Linked DNA regions of Mus musculus: region 2 is linked to region 1. Evidence: chromatin contacts called from public HiChIP or PLAC-seq data. All regions are on one chromosome and are shown on one strand. The core of a region is the stretch at or near the end of the contact, and the rest is flanking DNA. Distances in the headings are between cores, read along the strand shown. Region 1 holds the start of Slc1a4 (solute carrier family 1 (glutamate/neutral amino acid transporter), member 4). Region 2 has its middle 58 kb from the start of Vps54.

Evidence for each region. HiChIP or PLAC-seq counts read pairs in DNA pulled down with a chosen protein or histone mark.
Region 2: a contact with region 1 is called in an H3K4me3 HiChIP or PLAC-seq map of the 230-238 cell line, with 5 times the contacts expected there. The contact joins the enhancer-like site here to the promoter of Slc1a4 in region 1. A contact is called at or near these places in 3 of 39 promoter capture datasets (embryonic stem cells, hippocampal neurons and pre-B cells), 1 of 484 Hi-C or Micro-C datasets (B cells) and 3 of 115 datasets of contacts at active chromatin or transcription factors (the 230-238 cell line, large pre-B cells and memory CD8 T cells).

The regions. Positions count from the first base shown.
Region 1 is chr11:20,329,363-20,334,881 of GRCm38.p6, reverse strand. It overlaps Slc1a4 (solute carrier family 1 (glutamate/neutral amino acid transporter), member 4), which reads left to right and starts at 2,169. Exons shown (of 8, transcript NM_018861.3): 1 at 2,169-2,936. The coding sequence starts at 2,410. It also overlaps the pseudogene Gm12033.
Region 2 is chr11:21,178,560-21,184,078 of GRCm38.p6, reverse strand. No RefSeq gene overlaps it. Among named protein-coding and RNA genes, the nearest start is that of Vps54, 58 kb to the left of the region's middle. Within about 2 kb of position 3,283, at least 71 of the 459 cell types and tissues checked have an H3K27ac peak or open chromatin away from gene starts, as enhancers often do. A contact at or near this core is called in the 230-238 cell line, B cells, memory CD8 T cells and 1 more, where this site is marked.

The DNA.
Region 1 (5,519 bases), core at 920-3,419:
GAGCCCTCCCTACTCTCTTGAATACCATCAATAAAGTTCGCTGCACCCAAAAAAAAAAAAAAAAAAAAAAAGAAGCCTTTAAAGCACTAGAGCTGGGCAGATGTCGCCCCTCTAAGCTATTTTGCCTACTTCCCTATCAATGACCCCGAGATATAACTTGCCACGTTCTGCCTAGGCTGCTCTTACTTGAACTGGCTAGCCTTTATGGCCATGTTTTCATGATTTACCTATCCCCTGGTGTCTCCTCTCTCCACCTTCTTTCCTCCCTCTCATGGTCCTGCCTCAGACCCCAAGCCCAGGAACTGAAACCTCACCTGCCTCTCTTCTGCCCAGCTATAGGCTGTCTGCATCTTTATTGACCAATCAGGGATAACTTGAGGGGCAAGGTTACATAGTATCACGTTGATGTACTGTGAGGATCTTCTAGTCCCCTAGGCAACAAGGGCCAGTATTTAGCATTACAATACATAGCAACAAACCAAATCTCTACATAGAGGCAGGGGAGATTCTGAGTTCAAGGCCTGCTTGGGCCACAAAGGAAGAATTTGTCAAGCACTAGCATGCAGTCAACAGCATGGCTAGTGGAAGTAGAGGAGAGAAAGGACATTTCAACATGAGTCATGGGGCTTAACAACAGATCAGACTAGAGAAAACTTAAACATGAAGGTTCACAGAGGCAGATCATAATGATAGCAGTAACAGGCTGGAGGAGACAATCACAAATCTGATTCGGAATATGCTGAGCTGAGATGCTGCAGAATGTCTGGGTGGAGCTGTAAAGCAGGCAATTGGAAACCCACTTCTGGAACATGACTTCAGTCTTTTGCATAAAAGCAGCAGCTTAGGAAAAAGGAGGCAGAGCTACCTGGAAATGAGGAACATGGGTCTGTAGGAATCATCCATCCTTGCACAGAGAGGTAAACCATGTTCTGGGAAACAAGATAAAAATATGTATAGGTCCTCATCTAATGAACACACCTCCCTCCCACCAATAAGCTCCTATTTCAACAAGCTGTACATGACAGCTAAATGGCTTCATGTAAGGAACTCTTTGCTGTCTCAACAATTGGACGTTTTACACCTCGACAGGACATATTGATTTGCACAGGTTTCTGTTATGGTATACTTCAAAATTACTTTACTTCACATTGTCTTCCTCTTTAACTCAGCTACACCTAACTAGGGCTTTCTTGGAGGTCTGGGGAGGTAGTTCTTTTCAAAAGCAGAATAGGGAAAAATAAATAAATAAATAAATAAATAACACAATAAACGACTGCCAAGGTTTCCCTTTTTATCTGCTGTGGCCCGGGAAGATAGTAAATAAATGGCATTTTTAAAAAATCCATTGAACCATCTTTCAGACTGGCCAAACACTTGACTGAACTGTTGGCGTGCCAAGTCTGGAGACCCGGAAGGGGGTGGTTAAAATCCCGCTTGTGTTTCAGCTTAAGTTACATGGCAGACACGCCACCGAAAGTGGTGGCGTTAGAGCTCTGTTTCTCTGGGAGAGTTTTACGTCTTCAGCCTGCACACACCAGGCTTCTCCCCAGAGTCCAATGGACTCGCCCCAGAGGGCGCTAGTGCACGCAGTGGCTCACCCTTGGCACTGTGCATAGTGCCACCCGGACTCGCTGGTCACCTAAGGGTAAAGCTCTGCTAGAGTCTTGTACGTGCACGCAATGAGACTTTCCCCCATCCACCCACTCCTTTGTCTCTGTACCAGGAAAGCCTACAGAGCCCTTAGAAGAAAGGATTTCCCGCAGGATGGAGGTTGGGTCGTTCCGGACTCCCTAGCGGAGGGCGGGCACCAACCTCCGAGGGCTCCCCTCCTCCACCAGCTGAGGAGAAGAACTGCCGAGGCGTTCCAGACGCTCCCCTCCCTCTCTCCCCGAGGCCTGGACAGTAGGACTGAAAGCTGCCAGGAGACAGGATTGGCCGATGGCCTCACGCCCCGTCGGGAGAGCCCAGCCTGCCTGTCTCTCACTCTCTTTGCTGTGCCTCCCGGAGGGTGGGAGAAGGGCGGGACCTGGGAAACGTCAGGGAGGTGGGGAACGGATATTCAGGGTTCTAATTGGTCGTAACATCGGAGGTGCGCCTACATGGGCGGGGCGAGCTCAAGCCCCGCCCTCCTTCCTAGGCTGCAGCCTCCAGCGTGCCTCCTGCGTTGCATCATCTCCAGCCTGCAGCGGCTCTGAAAGAAGGCTGGGCGCGGCGCGGTCTGCTCTGCCTGGGCTCCAACCCACAACCCACGTCTCTCTTTTATCTTTCTGAAAAGTGTTCCTGTAGGGACTCACAGAGCTCGGAAGCCGCAGCTGGCACAGGCCACTGTCTCCGCCTGATCCATTCATTCGAAACCGGTCTTTTCTCCAAGTTCCTTGAGTGTTACCGCTTAGAGCGGTGGGCAACGACATGGAGAAGAGCGGCGAGACCAACGGCTACCTCGACGGCACCCAGGCAGAGCCTGCGGCCGGGCCCCGAACGCCCGAGACGGCGATGGGCAAATCGCAGCGCTGTGCTAGCTTTTTTCGGCGCCACGCGCTGGTGCTGCTCACCGTGTCGGGAGTGTTGGTGGGTGCCGGCATGGGCGCGGCGCTGAGGGGGCTGCAGCTCACCCGCACCCAGATCACTTACCTGGCCTTCCCGGGCGAGATGCTGCTCCGCATGCTGCGCATGATCATCCTGCCGCTGGTGGTTTGCAGCCTGGTGTCGGGAGCCGCCTCCCTGGATGCCAGCTCCCTCGGGCGTCTGGGTGGCATCGCTGTTGCTTACTTCGGCCTCACCACGCTGAGCGCCTCGGCTCTCGCCGTTGCTCTGGCGTTCATCATCAAGCCAGGGGCGGGCGCGCAGACCCTCCAGTCCAGCAGCCTGGGGCTGGAGAACTCAGGGCCTCCTCCGGTCTCCAAAGAGACAGTGGACTCTTTCCTCGATTTACTCAGGTACTGCTCTCCACCCCGCCAAAGGCACGGCGGGAGACGCCACGTGCACTCATATCACCTAGAGTTAATTCAGTTACTGTTGGCCCTTAACACTAAATTTCATATTTACGTCTGGGCTACGTGCTGGCCACACCTTTAAAGACTGGAGGCCACAGCTTTTTGCTGGAACCGATTTTCCGTTAGGTGGGATGTTAAGTGTATACCTTCTCAGTTGTGCTTTACTCCTTACACTGGGCTCTCTCAGTTTTGTTTGTTTGTTTTGTTTCGTTTTTTTAATTGTTCCTGTTTTCTCCCCTACATCACCCCAAAGCTTCCAGGACATTGAGTGACTTTCACCAGAGGAGCTATCCAGCTTGTAGTCTGAGGTTTTCTCTGATTCAGCCTTTGGTCTGGAAGGAAGTTGGCAATTTTCAGCAGAATTATGGATGTGTCCAAGAATAATAAAACTGGAGTTAGTTATGTGGAGCCCGTTGCCCAGCTACGTGACTGCCTCTCAGGCTTAGGACAGGTTGTGGACGTTCTTGGTCAGGATCATGGGGCCTAGCGTTATTTCTTTGTAGAAAGCGGGGAGATCCAGAGAGTTGAGATACACACACCTTTCTTTGCTTGTTTTTTTTTTTTTTTTTTTTTTTTTTTTCTCCACTCAGGAGTTGTATTTCATCCCCTGGGATGATAGAGTGTAGTTTTCAAAGCTTCACCTCTCCATTTGAACTAATCCAAAGTTCACAGATGGGAAAACATTAGTCTGCAGGCGTTTACTAATGTAACCAGGTTCGTCTGAACGAGGAGTCCAGCTGGCTTGCCTTCCAGCTTTCTGAGCCTTAGTGGTATATTTTGTCTTGAGTCATTGGGCAAAGCTCCTCATTGCTGAGGTGGTGAAAACCAGAGAACTCTGGGCAAGTGACTTGTCTTTCTCCTGTCTCCATTTCTTCATGTGGAAAATGTGACAGCTGTCTTGCCACTTCAAGAGTTTGTTCATCTAAAACAAAACAAAAAACCGAGACATGGTATTGGACGGGGGGTGGGGGTGGGGGGGTGGGGGGGTGGGGGAATCTGCTGAAAAAGACCAAAAGTTCCTGCAAACAGAGCAAGTGGAGGTAGCCTACGGGAACTTCGATGGAACTGTAGGCTTTGGCGCCTGCCAGGTGGCCTGGTAGTCCAAGAGTCTTAAGGTTTGAGACATAACTGTAGATGTGTTCAGAGATAGAGAACTCTACTGAAGCCCAGAGTAGCTTTGGTTTGTTCTGTCCTCAGGGAGAGAAATATGGGGTTTCAGGGTTCTTTTTGTAGAGCCATCTGTGGCCCAAATGGGAGTATGATGTTCATCTGTGCCTCTCTATGGTAACACAGGAGCCTTAATGGTGTTCTTCCATCATTGAAAAAGGAACTGACCAGTAATTGGGGGTAGGAGGAGTGAGAACCACTTTATGGCCATCACCCCAAGAAAGGACTTACAACTTACTGTTTTATGGCCGTGGTTTTAGACCCAAGCCCTTCTAGCTCCTGCTTTTAAAGTGAATGGTGACCCAGTGTCATGTCTCAAGAATCAGTATAGGTGTCATTTCTCAGAGACTAGGGCAACCCTTGTTGCATCTCCCCAGAAGAGCTTTCCCTGGCCTGTTAGGATGGGGTAGTATTTTCTAATGCTTCTACTAGCTAGCTGCACTTGACCTAGAAGTTCGTGATAAGGGCAGGGCAAGTCGTGCAATCCTGCTTCCAACCCAGGAAATGTAGGCAAAGATTAGGGCTGAGCGTGTTTGGGACACTTACTTAGGAGGCAGGGTTTGAGTCCAGCCTGAGCTACTAGTGAAATCTTAACCAAGGGCGGGGTTTACGCTTTAATGGTAGAGTGATTTTATGGCCCTAAGTTTGACTCTCATGGGGCAGGGTGGACTAGGAGATCCATAGGTCTTCTGCTCCATGGTTTACGGTTTGCTCATTCTCCAAGACAAAATGTATAGTAATGGCAGTATATCCTGGTCTAATGTCACTGTCTCAGAAATGTTTGCCGAGAGCCAAAAGGAGAACCAAGAAGAGGAACTACCATAAGCCAGGTCGGTGCCCTTTCACTCGAGCTGGGCATTTGGATGAAGCACTTAAGTGAAGGAAAGTATGCCTGTACTGCTCAGAGTAGCTTATGACAGGAAACACGCCCAAGCCTCCTGGAAATGCTACCTGGATCAAGGGGATCTCTGGGTCAATTGTCTTTCTTTTGTTTTTTGTTTTTCTTAAATGAGATTCTGTCAGGTAGTGGTGGTGCATGCCTTTAATCCCAGCACTTGAGAGGCAGAGGCAGGCGGATTTCTGAGTTCAAGGCCAGCCTGATCTACAGAGTGAATTTCAGGACAGCGAGGGCTACACAGAGAAACCCTGTCTCAAACCCCTTTCCTCACCACCATCCCCCTCCCCCCCCCCCAAAAAAAATGAGATTTCACATTCTGGCCCTGGCTGCCCTGGATCTAGCTCAGGCTGGCCTTAAGCTTAAAAACATACATATACACAATATCATGATGAACACCAGCTGTGCAAGCCTACCATCCCCCAGGCCTTCCTCAGCTCCCATCCTTATAGGGGGTACCGAGA
Region 2 (5,519 bases), core at 2,034-4,533, 850 kb before region 1:
GTCTACATCTTGGGGCAGATATTGATTTAACTGTGAATTTTAAAATTGGGATTATTTGCTTTTAGGATAGATTTATGTACAGATTTTATCGAAATCACGTGGGGAATTTTGCCTGGGTTTGGAACTAGGAAAGGGAAAATTTGTCACTGATTCCAAGTAGAGAGAGCAGTAATAATTGCCTGCTATGAACAGGTATTAATTAATAGAAGTCTGTGGCTTCAGGTAGAGAGCTCAACAGATAGATATTATAATAGGTATTAATAAAATAAACATCTGTGGCTCCAGGTAGAGAGCCCAACAGGTAGATGGTATAACAGAGTGGCTGCTCTAGGCAGAGAGCTTAACAAGTAAAAACTCTCTGTTTCCTATAGGCAGATATTAGTGAAATCTTGAATTAATTCCTTTAAAGATGGTATAAAGATATATTGCTCTAATAGGACTTACAGCATACTCAAATTCTGTCTAACATGGGCTTCACGGGAATTTTTGGTTTAAATCCCGGTTTGACAAGCTGCCTGCTAATAAGCAGGTATATATAGAAGCGTGAATCAATTATTTTAAAGATGGTATAATGAGGTCTGCAGGATAACTAACTCATATTCTTTGAAAGTGGGATCCACAGAAATTTTGAATTAAGTTTCTGGCATGGCAAAATAGAAAAAGCCTAAGAATAGGCACATACAGTATTTCAGTTTACTTCATTTGTTTTGGGTTGTTTTAATTTTCAAAATGGGTACAATTTTACTCCTCTGGGAGAGAGGTCAAAATAAAGGTTTTTCTGGTTACTGTCTCAAGGATATGCTGATTTGGGAGAAAGGTTTTGTCTTTGTGTTTTTTGAAAAGGTTTATACACCTTCCAGAGTTATATGGATCAGATATGATGAAGGAAGACCCCCTGAAGAACTAGATTCCAGAGAAACAAACAAAAAAAGTTATTTATCTTGATGATATTAAAATTTTGTTTTGAGATTTGTATATTACATAATATACAGCCTTGGTGAGTCTCATCATTAGACATGCTGAGCTGACCTGCATTGAACTCCTGATCTCTTGGAGTTTCAGCTGGATCCAATCATGACACAGACATTAAAGACTAAAACAATTGTTGGTGTGGCATTCTTAAAGACAACCAACTCCCCATTTCCCCTCCCCTTCCTTCCTCCTTCAAAGATATCTCAATGCCCATATTTAGCTTGAAGAAGTTATCAAGAGTTGTCCGTCCCAGTTCCCTGAGCTGGAAGTGATTATTCTAAGGTTGCTTTTCTGGGTAATTTAGAAATGGTCATAATTGGAACAGGGAGGAACTATCTAAAATTAATTGTGTAGCCATAATCTCATTTGGTAGAAATCTTTACAATAGTTACTAAGTTGACGTCATAATTTCTTATTTTGGTACAGAATTTATTTTCATTGGTATAAATTTCTTCTATTGAGACAAAAAATTTAAAAGTGCAAGGCTTGGACCCAGTCCCTCTATAACTGTTATTACAAACTGATCTGAGATATTTAAGCCTGTGAGTTAAGAGCCAGATAGCAAATTCATGGCTCTGAGTTTATTGTTAGGGTGTTTTCAGATATTTTAATTATATATATGGGGAGTGGATGGACGGATGGGAATGTGAGCAAAACCTGCAGCAAGGGAACCTGGATCAGTCACTGCATGGGGCTAGCCAAGGAAGCAGCAGGGTTGCTGGGGCAGAGAGTAGCTGAGTATAGTGCAGGGTGGTGACATTCTTTAATACTTTTCACAACATTTCTACTGTGGGGCTTTGGTACTGAAAGTCAGGTGGTAGGTATGTGACACTTTTATCAGCTGAACCACCTTACTGCCTCTGTTTACTATTTTATATTCATATTCATGCTTTAAATTTTTGCTTTGTGCTTCATTCCTGGCAGTAGCAATTTTGCTATATAAAAGCATTGTTTTTCCGACTCAATGTGCCCTAAAATTACCTGGAGTGTTTGCTTCAGCCAGTCTGAGACAAAGCCCCTGATTCTATAGGGAACTCCCAGTGAAGCTGGAGACTTTCCTGGAGACAGCTGAGGAGCTGCCTCCTGTAGCGCGTATGGTCTTCCTCTCTAGCCCACCCTTACCTTGGAAGGGAGCTACTTCTGCTCTTCAGCCTAAAACTGAAAAGTCAAACTTTGGGTGGTTAACTGATCTCCTTACATACTCTGCCTTTAAATCAGAAAAATTAAACAGAAGTCAAGTGTAGACTTTAAAGACAACCAGACACATGACCCACATTTTCCATAGTGACCCAGACTTTTCGTGACCTTTCATTTCAACAACCTTCCCACAACTTGAGCTCTTGTTAATTAGCAAGATTTAAAAATAATGTTATCACTGGAAAGTTGTGTTATCTTTTGATCTTGCACATTAGTAAAATCCCCTTAGAAAGCTTTTTGTAGTGATCTGTATCAAGAGATACTCAGCTTGCTTATACCAGAATTGTTTTAATATTTAACCTATAGCGTCACTCTTGATAATTGATTATAAATAACTTGTTTTGTTTAATAGATATTTGTTGAAAGCAACCATGGGCTTTTCACTATAATAGATAATAAATTACTGAAGGAGAAAGGTGCTTGCTACAAAGATATCCATTCACTCTTAACTCAAGGGAACAGCAACAAACTCAATCTTTAGCAGCAGGGTAAGTTTGGACATAATAAAAACTTGAGACATTAAAATGCCAAGTAGATTGTGACACTATAAAGAAATATAGTGAAAAATCACAGAGGCAAGAAATGAAAAAAGGACAGAATTCTAGGTGTTCAGTGTGATTATGTAATGTTTTGATAAATAAAATATTGATGGCTACACATGGTAGTGCATGTCTGCAATCCCAATGCCAAGGGGGTGGGAGGTGGAGGCAGGATTGCAAGTTTGAGGTCAGCCTGAACTGTACAACCAGACTCTTTCTCAAAAACAAACAGCTAAAATGCAAATACACACACACACACACACACACACACACACACACACTATACTGTAGAGAAAGAAATCACACACACACACACACACACACACACACACACACACACACACTGTAATATAAGGCCAACCCCCTCACCACACACAAGGTACTGTAGAGATAGAAAGCCCACACACACTCACACATGAATGATGTCCTATGGTGCCAGATCCTTTAAGGGTTCATTTTTCTTCTTAGCTATTGATGCAACTCATGACAGCTTTCCTTACACCCCCAGACCTCCTTGTCCTTGCTGCCTGTGTGGCTAGCTTTACTTCCTGTCTCTGCACCTGCAAGTGGTAGACAGTGGGCAGCAATGTACAGCTGTTTTCAGAGATGAGACTAACACGGTTTTCCCCAGAGGCTACCATATGCTATACATTTGCCTCAAAAGCTATGTTGTTGCCTCAAACTCAGAAAGATGAAAACCAGACAGTAGGGCATTAAAAAAAAAGTTTTTCTTTTGTTTTTAAAATTTTAATAATTTAATTACATCATTTCCCCCTTATATCCGTGTGTGTGTGTCTAATCTCCTTTTTGTTTGGCTTTTGCTTTTGTTTTTTATTTGTTTTATTTTGAGACAGGGTCTCACTATGTTGCCCTGGTTGTCCCGAAACTTGCTGTGTAGATCAGGCTGGTCTTGAACTCACAGCAATCCAACTGCCTCCGCCTCCCAAGTGCTGAGATTAAATGCATGTGCCACATGCTGAGCTACATATTCCTAAATATAGCCTGCTTAATCTGCATGTTACTTGCACGTATGTTTCAGGGCTGATCATTTGTATTCAGAAGACTACTTCTTCCACTCTGAGGCTTTCTTTTCAAAGCTATTTTTGTTCTGAAGTTATTTGTATTTCCTCCTACTTTTGCTTTAATTGTATTTTTTTTTTGAAGTTTGGTATTCATTTATAAACACAAGTTCACTCATACTTATGTCTACCCAACACTGAAATCACTAACTAGGTCCTCAGTCTGTCACATTCCTAGAATTGCTGTTAAGAGTGAAGAGACAACCGGGCGTGGTGGCGCTCGCCTTTAATCCCAGCACTCGGGAGGCAGAGGCAGGCGGATTTCTGAGTTGGAGGCCAGCCTGGTCTACAAAGTGAGTTCCAGGACAGCCAGGGCTACACAGAGAAACCCTGTCTCGAAAAAAAAAAAAAAAAAAACAGAAAAAAAAAAAAAAAAGAGTGAAGCGGCTGGGGTGGCAAACGGCCTGAAGGCCAAGGTGAAACATTCTTGTTCTTTATACTTGTTGTGTGGCAGAGGCCACAGTACTGACCCAGGATGGAGGTAGAGAGTGGAGGAGAAGAGACAGGATTCTGGAAATGAGGCTACTGGGCGTCATCACCTTATTCTTGTCTTTGTGTGAGCAAGACCTTTCTCTATCTTCCAAGAATTTTTTTTTTAATGCCTTGCTGCCTGGTTTTATTCTTTCTGGGTTTGGGGTAACAGAATGGATGGTACTTTTGTCAAATACCCGCACAGTATCTGGCAGCCTCTGGAGGAAACCTGGTAAGTTTTTTCTCTGAAAATAGCTACATCTGTGAAGTATCTGACCGGAAGCAGAGTAGCAAGGAAAAAAAAAAAAAGCCACTGCAATGTATATATGCTACAGCTGTCAGCTAAAGAACGAACCATCAGATAGCCAATGAAAGGAGGCGAGAGATTCATACTCCATTTTCAGAAGGAAGATGGACAAGTTAGCAATCTGGGACAGATGAGGAGATCCTCCCAACAGATGAGACACACAGTGGTCTGCTGCAAACACTGTAGGTGTAGTGTACACACGGCTTGTTTCCGTGATGACGAGAAACTCCCAGAGAGGAACCTATTCCCCTTGAGTTCCTTTTAGAAAACCTGTCCTTGGGCAGATAAGGAAGCTCAGAAAGAGCCATTCCCTGAATCTGCTGACTTTCAGATTTTATCTTAAGATCATCAACACACCCAAGCAGCAAATTTGAGGGTGTCATGTCCCTAATTCCTTCACTTTGGTTTTTCTCAGCCATGCAAACTTGCTTCTTTTGGACATACTAACCGCACCAAGCAGGTAGGCTACAAATAAACAAAAAAAAAGTATTTATTTGACAAAATTATCCCAGTGCTGGGATCCTGACTCTGGTGCTCCTGCAGGGAGCCAGAATCGAGCTTAGAGCTGCTGTCTCCCAAGTTGTCAACCTGTATTCTCTTTCAGTCTTCTCATGTGTCAAAGCCTTGCTAGTGCTGTAGAGAATAAGGACACACAGAACTAGAAAGGCTAAGGCAGTAGAAAACCAGTCAGTATTTACCTAAGATTACAATGAGCTAATGTGAGCTTCTGCTGCTGAGTGGTGAAGGACATCCTTGATTCTGGAGATGACAGTTTCTCGTGGGTACCCTTCAATGGGTGACTTTCTGTTTAACTCTACTCAGTGCTTGTAGTTTACATTTCTGCTTCTACTCCCGGCTCAGGGAACGGCAGGCAGTGAGGTTGTATGCACATTAATTTTGAATGTAGGATTTAAGTGTTCAATGACCTTGTTGAAAACCCCTTGTTGCTAATGT